Linked DNA regions of Rattus norvegicus: region 2 is linked to region 1. A link is a contact called in public Hi-C data. All regions are on one chromosome and are shown on one strand. Each heading gives the region's core, a stretch centred on a gene start, on an enhancer-like site or on the middle of the called end of the contact. The rest is flanking DNA. Distances are from core to core; before and after follow the strand shown. Region 1 overlaps Sgms1 (sphingomyelin synthase 1). Region 2 holds the start of Sgms1 (sphingomyelin synthase 1).

What was found. Hi-C and Micro-C count contacts between places; a contact is called where the count stands out from the background.
Region 2: a contact with region 1 is called in a Hi-C map of Schwann cells, with 4 times the contacts expected there. The contact joins the promoter of Sgms1 here to the enhancer-like site in region 1. A contact is called at or near these places in 4 of 12 Hi-C or Micro-C datasets (the A7r5 cell line, the Rat2 cell line, Schwann cells and 1 more) and 1 of 1 datasets of contacts at active chromatin or transcription factors (oligodendrocytes).

Annotation. Positions count from the first base shown.
Region 1 is chr1:239,411,635-239,416,609 of GRCr8, reverse strand. It overlaps Sgms1 (sphingomyelin synthase 1), which reads left to right. Exons shown (of 10, transcript NM_181386.3): 9 at 3,933-4,099; 10 at 4,788-4,975. The coding sequence ends at 4,967. Among named protein-coding and RNA genes, the nearest start is that of Asah2, 62 kb to the right of the region's middle. Within about 2 kb of position 1,354, at least 10 of the 93 cell types and tissues checked have an H3K27ac peak or open chromatin away from gene starts, as enhancers often do. A contact at or near this core is called in Schwann cells, where this site is marked.
Region 2 is chr1:239,669,495-239,674,171 of GRCr8, reverse strand. It overlaps Sgms1 (sphingomyelin synthase 1), which reads left to right and starts at 1,279. Exons shown (of 10, transcript NM_181386.3): 1 at 1,279-1,564.

The DNA of each region.
Region 1 (4,975 bases), core at 105-2,604:
TTGGCTACACCTCTAGACAGGGGGTGCCTTGTTTGTGGATATCAGCTATAATGTTTGGGTGGTTTTAAATGTATGCAAATAGAATCATTTACTCAGTGAATATATTTGAAAAATCCTGGCAGGAGGTTTCTGTCCGCTTTGGTCATTTATGTTCCCAGATGAAAAGCACACACAGCCTTTATGTTTTTAGATACACCTTAGGCAGCACAATAGCTGGGCAGTTGCCTGCCCTCCACGCTGTTAGAATCTGCCTTCCTAACAATAACCCCGAGTTATCACTTGCTATGTTTCACTGTTCCATCAGGGCTGCTCTTAGCGCCAGTTGGCCAGCCCACATGGCCACGTTTTCTTTACTCCTACCCCATGCTCTCTCTCTCCCTCCCGCACGTTCTTCTTCCAAGGTGGCTTCTTCCTTCTTTCTCCCTCCTGTTCACTCTTCTAGGCCCACCAAAACTCAGCCCCACCTATCTCTCTTCTGCCAGCTATTAGCTGCCGGACTCTTTATTCACCAACCAGAATTAACTTAGAGGCAGGGTCTAAGGCAGAGGCTACATGCAGACTCCCAGGTCTTGGGTCCCCACTTAACATTACAATAGATAATAAAAGAAAACCTCAACATTTACATATATGTATATGCATATATGTGAGCGCTTATATGTATATATATGTGCATATATATGTATTTGTATGTGTATTAGTATATATATTTGTATATTTGTATATATATAAATATATATGTTGGTTGCATTTATATGTGTATTATCTTAATTAGGGGTTTATTGTTTTGATGAGACACCATGACCACAGAAACTTTTATGAGGGAAACAATTTAATTGAGGGCTGCCCACAGTTCAGAGGTTTATTAGTCCATTACAGCCGTGGTAAGAAGCAGGGTGGTACACAAGGCAGACTTGGTTCTGAAGAGTTAGGTAAGAGTTCTACATCTGGACACACAGGCAGCAGAAAGAGCTAGTGAGTCACCAGGCCTGATTCGAGCTTCTGAAACCTCAAAGCCTGCCACCTCATGTGGTTTGAATATTAAAAAAAAATTAAATATAAAATAAAATAATTTGAATACAAAATAAAAGTATTTGAATACAAACAACCACATGTAAACATGTTCTGCTCTTTTTTACTCTCGGGTTGTTTTGAGACATGAAACCTGGTTCATTCACTTTTAATTGCTATTAGGATTTCAGCCTTTTAATGAACAACAGATGATTTATTTCCCTGGAAAATTCAGTTATCCTCAAAATGTTACTGTTAGAAGTTATTCGGTGAGACAGTCCCCCTGTATGCAGTCCCCACGGAGGGTGATAAGTGAAAGGGGAACACAGAGAACAGACATACCGCAGTCTGGAGTTAGGAGCACTGTAGCTCCTGGACGTGCGTCTGCTGGGAGCTGAGTCAGCGTGGTCATGAGAAAGAAAACGGACAGAGAAGTGGTGCCAAGGTCAGAAGGCACCCTACGCCACAAAGCAGAGCCATGGCTTCCGTCTGCAGCAGATGGGGTGCACTTAGAGTGGTTGGGAACAAGGGAACAGTGTCATCTGATGTTTCCTTCTGAGAAGTAGCTTCAAGAAGTTCTGGTGAGAGCAGGCTAGACCAAGAGACAGTCATGCATAGGAGGTGAGGCTTGACCTCACTCTTGGGGAGAAGTGAAGGTATGGAAGGAAGAACTTGGTGACAGGACAAGCAACACAGAGGAAACAGGAGCAGGCAGGCTGCTCAACCCTGTCTTTGAAACAGAAGTAAAGGAACCATTAAGAAGTGGGATGTTCTGCAGGGGCCAGGAAGGGAGGGAGGCAGGCAGGCAGGGAGGATAGATGCCTCGTGTTTGTTTACTGTGTGATCAACTACAGGGCATCTGACCTTTGTACCACAATATAACCAGGTATAGGGAATGGAAACATTAGGGTTCGATTGCCATAGGCCCTTGGGAATAGGGTGCTCGCCCCCTACTGGTTGTCACCTGAAATTGTTTATCATGTTAAAATTGTACTAGACCATTGGCACCATGCTGTACTGGGAAACTAGGAGAGCTAGCAGGAGTCATAGAACTCTGATTTGGGATCCTGGAACTCTCAGCCCCCAGCATTCTGACAATGGAGAAAAACGTTTAATTTCTATGTGTCTTGTTTCCTCATCTTTAAAATGAGTCTTTATTTCCTGAGTGGGAAGAGGCTATAAAAAGAAAACTAAGTGACATGCATGGATACTCAGCGAGGTTCACAGAAAATGTGTAGTAGCTGTTCTTGGTGTATTGTTAAGGTATGAATATGAGTGGCTGATTCCTGCCCCCAGCGCCCAATTTTAAATTGCAAAAACAACCAAAGGGGAAAAAACCTCTTTCTTCCTCTTCCTTCTGATCCCCTCATGTTTTTCAGTTTTCACCTTACAATATATATATTATATACAATGTATATACAATATACAACTCTGTGATGATAGCCCCTCCCCCCTTCTGGCAAGGGTTCTCCCCACAGAGGCGGGCCTTTGCTTACTGGTTTGTTGTTCAGACATCTCGAGTAGCAGCCGTCCAGGGAATGGTAGATGCACCCTGCCTGAGTGAATGACTGTTGGACCCCTCGAGAATCCAGTAAAAGTCAGCAGTTCCTTCTTCCCTGAAATGAGGACAATAGATCCATTCAAAGCTTTCTCTGAAACCCCAGGCCCTCTAGCCCCCTTCCCATTGAGAATGTGGAATAGAAATCTCAGAGTCGCTCAGATGATGTGTAGGTGGGGAACCTGAAAGCAGGATGGGGTGATCGCAGCGACTATCACTGCATGGTCCGTGTCTAAGCATTTTTGGCACAAACATGAGCTAATCGCCAACGAACATGCCAAACTGGATGGGGAAAGGACCATGAGGTTTCAACTCTACACAAAGAACTGCGGCAATGGAGTAAAGATGGGCGCACAGCGGTCCTCCCCAGGGAAGAACACAGCACCAGACTGCCGAGTGTCAAACCACCAGCCCTGAGAACAGTGCATACAAGGGATAGAATATGGACTCCACGGGTTATAACTAGGAATATGTTCATATACAGACACATGTATGCATGCAATAACTATCACTGGAAAGAGGCCAGGAATTGGAAACAGAGTGGGAAGAGATACATAGGAGGGAGAACTTGGAGGGAGGAAAGAGAAAGGAGAAAACACTAATTCAATTATAGTCTCAGAAATATACATTTAGAAAAAGCATCTGTGGCACAGTAGGTGTTGGATTTACATAAGGCACTTAACCTCAGTTTATAGGCTACGTTTAATTAAAGGCATTGGACGGCCTAGGGAGAGAGCTCGGTGAGTAAATTGCTTGAGGTACCAACCTAGCAATGCATGTTCAGCTTCTTAGCACGCACAGAAATACCAGGTGGGCGTGGCAGCACGCCTGTAGTCCCAGAGCTGGTGTGGGGTGGCGGGGTCCTAGGAGCGAGCTGGGCGGCTGGACTAGCTAACACCCTCGAGACCTTCGGCGGCAAAGAAGGGTAGCGCAGTCAAGAAAGAAACTAGTCAAGCTCTGGCTTCTGCATGTGAGGCATACATACACACATCAGTGTCTATAGCCACACAAACATGCATACACACACTGCACGTGTGCACATAAAAGTGCCAGTGGAGCGTCTTTTACAGATGGAGCTCAACACGCTGACCTGTGCACATTTGGTCATAGTCACCTTTTATGTTACATTTCTGGTTTTATGAAACAGCTTATAGCCCCATATAAATCACTGCCGCTAGTCATAGTTCATTTTAAAAGCCATATCCTGCTGTCTCTAGTTATAGAGAAACAAAAGGTCCTTTAGATTGCTGGCCCATGTAATGGGCTTTCAGGGGGAAACGTGTGAGACGGTTGGTCCTCCAGAATGGCAGGGGCATGGGTGAGTGGTATTTAGAACCAGGACTATTGCAAATGTTTCCTCTTCTAGATTCCCCTCGGCGGCTCTGGTGGTACCACTGGATTTGCTGGCTCCTCAGCGTCGTTGGAATCTTCTGTATTCTCTTAGCGCATGACCACTACACTGTGGACGTGGTGGTAGCATATTACATCACCACAAGACTCTTCTGGTGGTATCACACGATGGCCAATCAGCAAGTGAGTCACCCCCTTCCCTTTGATCTAAGCTTCTCTCGCCCCAGGCTTGGCGCTGCTGGCTGAGGCCAGAGTTCAGAAGTGTTGGAAAGACTGGAAATGTATGGATCCTTCTCACAGTTTCCCTCTCTTAGGAGTCCACTTGTGGTGGTGCTGGCTTTTATAACACCATTCCTCTGCAGAGTCAGCTGTAAAGTGTTAATGTAATTGGCCCAGATACTGCTTTCTTCTGAAACATAGACACCCACTGTCTGTGAAAAAAATATTCTCTAAGCCGGTCTCTGCACTTAGGGTGCATTCCTAACCTCCTTTGGTTATGATGGGGCCGTCACTAGTTTCATAGTTACATTTAATTAAGTTATTAAATAAATTTTATTTATTATATTTATTTATATGTGTTACATTATAAAAATATTATAAATAGATTATATATGTATTCTATAAGAGCACAGGAAGTTAAGATCCAAGGAGAGTGAAGAAGGGCTGGCTGAGATATTTAATAGGCACAGGTTGAGGGAGTCTCAGTTGCCCTTGCTCTGCTGGCGTCTGCTGTGTCCAGGGTATAGTGTGGTGAACTCAGTGAAGCTGGGCTGTGTGGGTGGGTGTGGGGCAAGTCTTTGAATTTTAACATGGGAAATATTTTCAAGGAAAGATAAGATTAAAGAGACATCTGTGGTCTTTGCTTTCCTAGGTGCTGAAGGAAGCTTCCCAGATGAACCTCCTGGCCAGAGTGTGGTGGTACAGGCCATTTCAGTACTTTGAAAAGAACGTCCAAGGGATTGTACCTCGATCTTACCATTGGCCCCTTCCCTGGCCGGTAGTCCACCTTAGTAGGCAAGTTAAATATAGCCGGCTGGTAAACGACACCTAACAGCCTCG
Region 2 (4,677 bases), core at 30-2,529, 260 kb before region 1:
AACATTTTTAATGAATACGCTTCTTATCATGATTTGTAAGAAATAGCGTTAGGATTCTTTTATTTCTTAAAGACATTACTTCTGCATGTGAATCTATGCCTGCCAGCATGCAGGTGTAACTCTTGCATGCCTGGTGTTCTGCAGCCACAGAAGGCATCAGATCCGTGGGAACCAGTTTCAGATGGTTGTCAGTGGTAACGTGGGGTGCTAGGAATTGAACTAGGATCCTCTTCAAGAATAGAAAGTAATCTTAACTGCTGGGCTACTTCTCTAGCCTCCTGTTCTTCACTGTTCTGAGGACTAGAAAAGGAACATTTTATCTTCATTAAAAAAATATCTTTTTGGTTTGAAGACTGACTGACTTAAAGACCATGACTAAACTTAATTTAAAAGTACGTCAACTCTGAAGCATCTCTTATGACTACACCATTCAGATCACTTAAGAGGCTGGGATTTCTCTTTAGATTACCATCCCTCTATTTCTCACAGCTATGTTACATACGTGTGCTTTTCCCTAAGAATTATTTTTTAAAATTGGAGTGGAATTTGGAGTAAAATAGTGTGTGTGTGTGCGCGCGCGCACCTGTGTTGGGAGAGGGATTTTAAAGTCTGGATTCCTTGACCTGCCATACAGCAGTGTGCATGCTTTGACCTTTGACCTTGGTTACAACAATTGTAAAGTAGCACTGAAACAGCCAGCGGCTATCCAGAACTTACTTCACAAGACAGCAAGCCTCCTTTTTACCTCTTAGGTGCAAACTGATGAAAATACCCAGCGGGGTTACTAAAATCCCAGACATTCCCTTGCTGTTGGTTGACACTCCAAATAGAGCTGGTGGTTGTCAGTTGTCACTGAAAATCAGTTATGTGTCAAGCCACCACTCCATTTCTTATCTCCCTTGAGAAGCGCGATAGCACAGGGTCCTAAGGTGAAAAGGCCAGAGGTGCAGGAGAGGTCAAGATCTTAAGAGATCACATGGGAGCAGACGCATTTTTAATCTGATTTTTCACCGTTTGGGGAAGAGGACGCTAAGTTTTCAGCGTCGTACGTGAAAACCGGTCTCTACAGCTTAGGGAAAGCGGCCATTAGATTCACCTTGGGAGCTTGTTAACCGGATTTCGGGAAGGACCCCACTAGAGGCGTTTCTGATTCCGTAGGTCTAGGTGTGGTCGTGAATGTGCCGTTCTAAAGAATTCTCGGGTAATGAGGTTGCAGGTTCAGAGATTCCAGGACCCCAGGTGACTAAACAAGCTACCATCCAAGCTAACCACCAGCAGGAGAAAAGCATGGAGGAGGGCGACGGCTGTCCAAACAACTTCAGCAACCTTCATCCTCTGTCCCCGGGAATGGGTCAGAACAGGGAAGCGGCAGGAGGAGCGATGCGGGCGCCTTAGGAACGGGAACTCCTTTCCCCAACTTCCGCCCCTGGGGAAAAGCTGAAGCCATCAGCTCCAGGAGAGCGGCTCTCCAATTCTCAGCCTTTAGGTTCTGGCTCTGGAGACAGCCTGTCCTCCCGGTATCGCCGGCGCCGCTGTACCCCCGCTGTAGACTAGCGGATTGCAGGTGAGGGCTGGTCCCCGGGCCTGGTGGGGAGGCGACTGAATAGAGTCTATCCAGATCCCGGACGGTTCTTCGCCTGCGGCCCGGGAAAACTGAAGATGGCTGCCCCGGAGCTCGGCCGACAGTCACGTGTCACGCAGGCACGGCCGTTCCTGGTCCCTACTCCCCGCCCCCGCGCGCCCCCAGACCAGACCCTGCGGGTAGCGCGTCCAGGGAGACCCATGCTACGGCGGCACGAGCGGGTCGGTCCAAAAGGCCGGGGCCGCGGAAGACTGCTGTCCCTGCCGCTCGATCACCGTCCCGATATCGGGTTCCACTGCGCGAGCTGGAGGAAATCTGCTGGCGACCCGCACCCGGTGGGGCCATTGGGCATGCGCAGTGCTCCGGCCCTGGTGCGGCGCTCTCCAGGTTTTCGCCTCAGCTCCAAGCAGCGGCGGGAGGTGGGGCCCGGACGAACTAGGGGGCCCCAGTTCTTCCCTAGAACTCCAAGGCCCTCGTGCTGCTTGGCGCAGCGCGATTTAGGAAACCGGCGGACCCGTTTTTTCTTCCCCGGGGAAGATGGTAGTGTAAGGATTAGAGCTTCGGGAAATGTCCCGAAGAGTTTGAGGTCCATCCATTTTACATGATCAATCATGAGGGAGTCACAAGTGTCGCAGTTCTTGGGCTTGGTGGAGAAGAAAATGCCAGTGTAGTTCGCTAACAACTGTCCCCGATGGTAGTTTCTCGAAGACTGAGTTTGCGTACCCTGCTTTCCGGCCCGCTTTAGTCGCACAACTCTCGGGCTGGCTCCTAATTGGGCTTCTGATCCGGGCGGATGAAACCCACCATTTGGGCCCTTCCTCTTCTCGTAGTTGGGGGCATGTGTGTGTGTGGGAAGGGCCAGCATCTCCAATTCCCGTTTCTAGAAACGAAAAGGACGCCCCAGCCCTCATCCCTAACACACCCCACGGCAAGCTGTCCTGCGGGACTCAGCTGGGTCCCCGGCCAAGCGTCCGCGGTCTCCGCCCCCCGGCCGCCGGGAACACCCGGAGGAACGGACCAGCGTCGCGCGGGAAGCCGACCCGGCTCCGCCGCGGACTGGGCATGCTCGGCAGCCCGAGGCTCCAAGTCAGAAGCCTTCTCGCCAGCTCGGCTGCGGCCCGAGCAGCGGCGGCGGGCTGCCGGCTGGACGGGAGCAGGGAGGGCCGGTTCGGGCGGGCTGCTTGTCCCGTGAGCCTGGCACGAGGACGGGAGAGCGGGATCGGATGCGGAGCCCGCACGCCGCCCTGCCCCGGTTTCGTTCCGAGGCGGGGGGCTCGGCGCGTGGAAAGAATTCCGGCGGCTGCCACGACTCGCGTGCAAGTGAGTCGCGGGGCGGGGGTGGAGGGCCGGCCTCCGGATCGCGAGCGGCTGGATCTGACCCGAGTCTCGGGGGCCGGGCCTGACCTCGGTTGACGGCGGGCGGACAGCCCGGGCGAGGGGGCGTGAGCGCTTACCGCGCGGTGTCGCGCGTACCTGGCGGGCGGTCCCCCCGCGGCCGCTGTTGGGGGTGGGCGCGGGGGAGCGCTCTGGCGGCCGCGATCCCGGCTCCGAGGGGGCGGGCCGCCGGCGGGGCTCCCCCGCCAACTTGGGCGGGGAGGAAGGCGGAGGCGTCAGTGGGCACCTTTCCGAGGTGCTGCGTGCGGGCTGGAAGGCTGCCTGGTGTCACATTGGGGCGAGTGGACGGTGGCGGAGCCGGAGAGCCCGGGGCTGAGGACCTTTCAGGCAGAAGCCAGCCAGAGGTCCCGTAGTGCTTAGAAGTGGATCCCCCCAAATCGCAGCCCCACCCCCACAACCCTGGGCGGCAGAGTGACAGTTGGTACCTCCTGGCCTGATCGCAGCGGGCCAAGAGTCAGCGGCTTTGGGATTCCCTTCAGCCCCTCGATGACCCCCAACGGCATAACAGGTGGGACCCCCCTTCCCGAAGCAGCGAGCCCCTTGCTCCCCTGGCGGCGTAACAGTCCCTGGCTTGCGACTGTTCTGAGACCCCGCGTGTCCTCGCCGCGTGGGGGTGTTAAAGGGTAAGGCCTGCAGGGGCATCTGCGTAGCTCTGGACTCGGTTCGTCCAGAGAATGAGGGGTCTGAGTGATCATAGGCGACTTGTCAAGGGCACATCAGCGGTAGCAACTCTGCCTTCTGCCGGGATCTTAACCCACAGTCCGACTGTCTTCCTCCGGTGGCCCGGATGCCCTGGTCCGTCTAACGGATTCTGGTTAACGCTTGATCCCTTTTGACAGTCAGTCGGGGTGAAGGATGCTGTCTGTGGTCCTGGGGAGCCGAGAGAATTCGGGCAGGTGCTTCTCAGATGTTTCATTTCACCTTCAGAGAAGGACCGAGTTCGGCGCTACACACAAAAAAGACAGAAGGCTGGTTTCTGACGGGAAGTTTATTTTCAGTGTTCTGAGGCCTGCCTTCTGTCATAGCTCTCTCGAAATTTACCTTCTTCAGATTGGGGGTGTTTCTAGTTGGCTACCTGGTTGTGGAAGTCGCGAATGCCTGTCTTGGTGTGCTGTCTGTCAACTCCCTACACCTTCTGGCTGAACGTCAGCAGGGGTGGGGGCTGAGGGAGCGGAAAGGAGTGAGATTGATGAGGTTGGATCCTGGTGGAAGTTGTCTTCAGTGGTTTGGGAGGCAGTTTTGGGTCTGAGGCAGGGGAGAGGATGTCCAGGCATTTCATTGGTCAGAGTGTTAGGTGTCCAAGGAAGAAGCCAGCTGGGGTTGGGTGCCGATGTGGTCAGTTTTTTTTTTTTTTTTAGGGAAGCCCAGAGATGTTTGGTGATTCAGCAGGTGGCAGGTTTCCAGCTCTGAAGCCTTGCCTTGGCCAAGCAAGCCAGCAAGCTGCAGAACCTGTGCCCGCGGCTGGCGGTGCCTAGTTTGGGGGGAAACCTCCAGGAGCGGCCTTCTTACGAGAGCACTAAGTCCCTTTCCTTATCTGGCCTCCTGTTTCATTCTCGATGCCCTGGTCCTTTGGGTTTCCTAATGCTCCTCTTAAACTATGGAGCACATTTTAACATCGTCATCGCAGACCTGCTGGGTAGCAGGAGGTAGCCACCACTACAGTTCAATTCAGGTAGTTGTTGTACAGAGTGAGAGCTGCT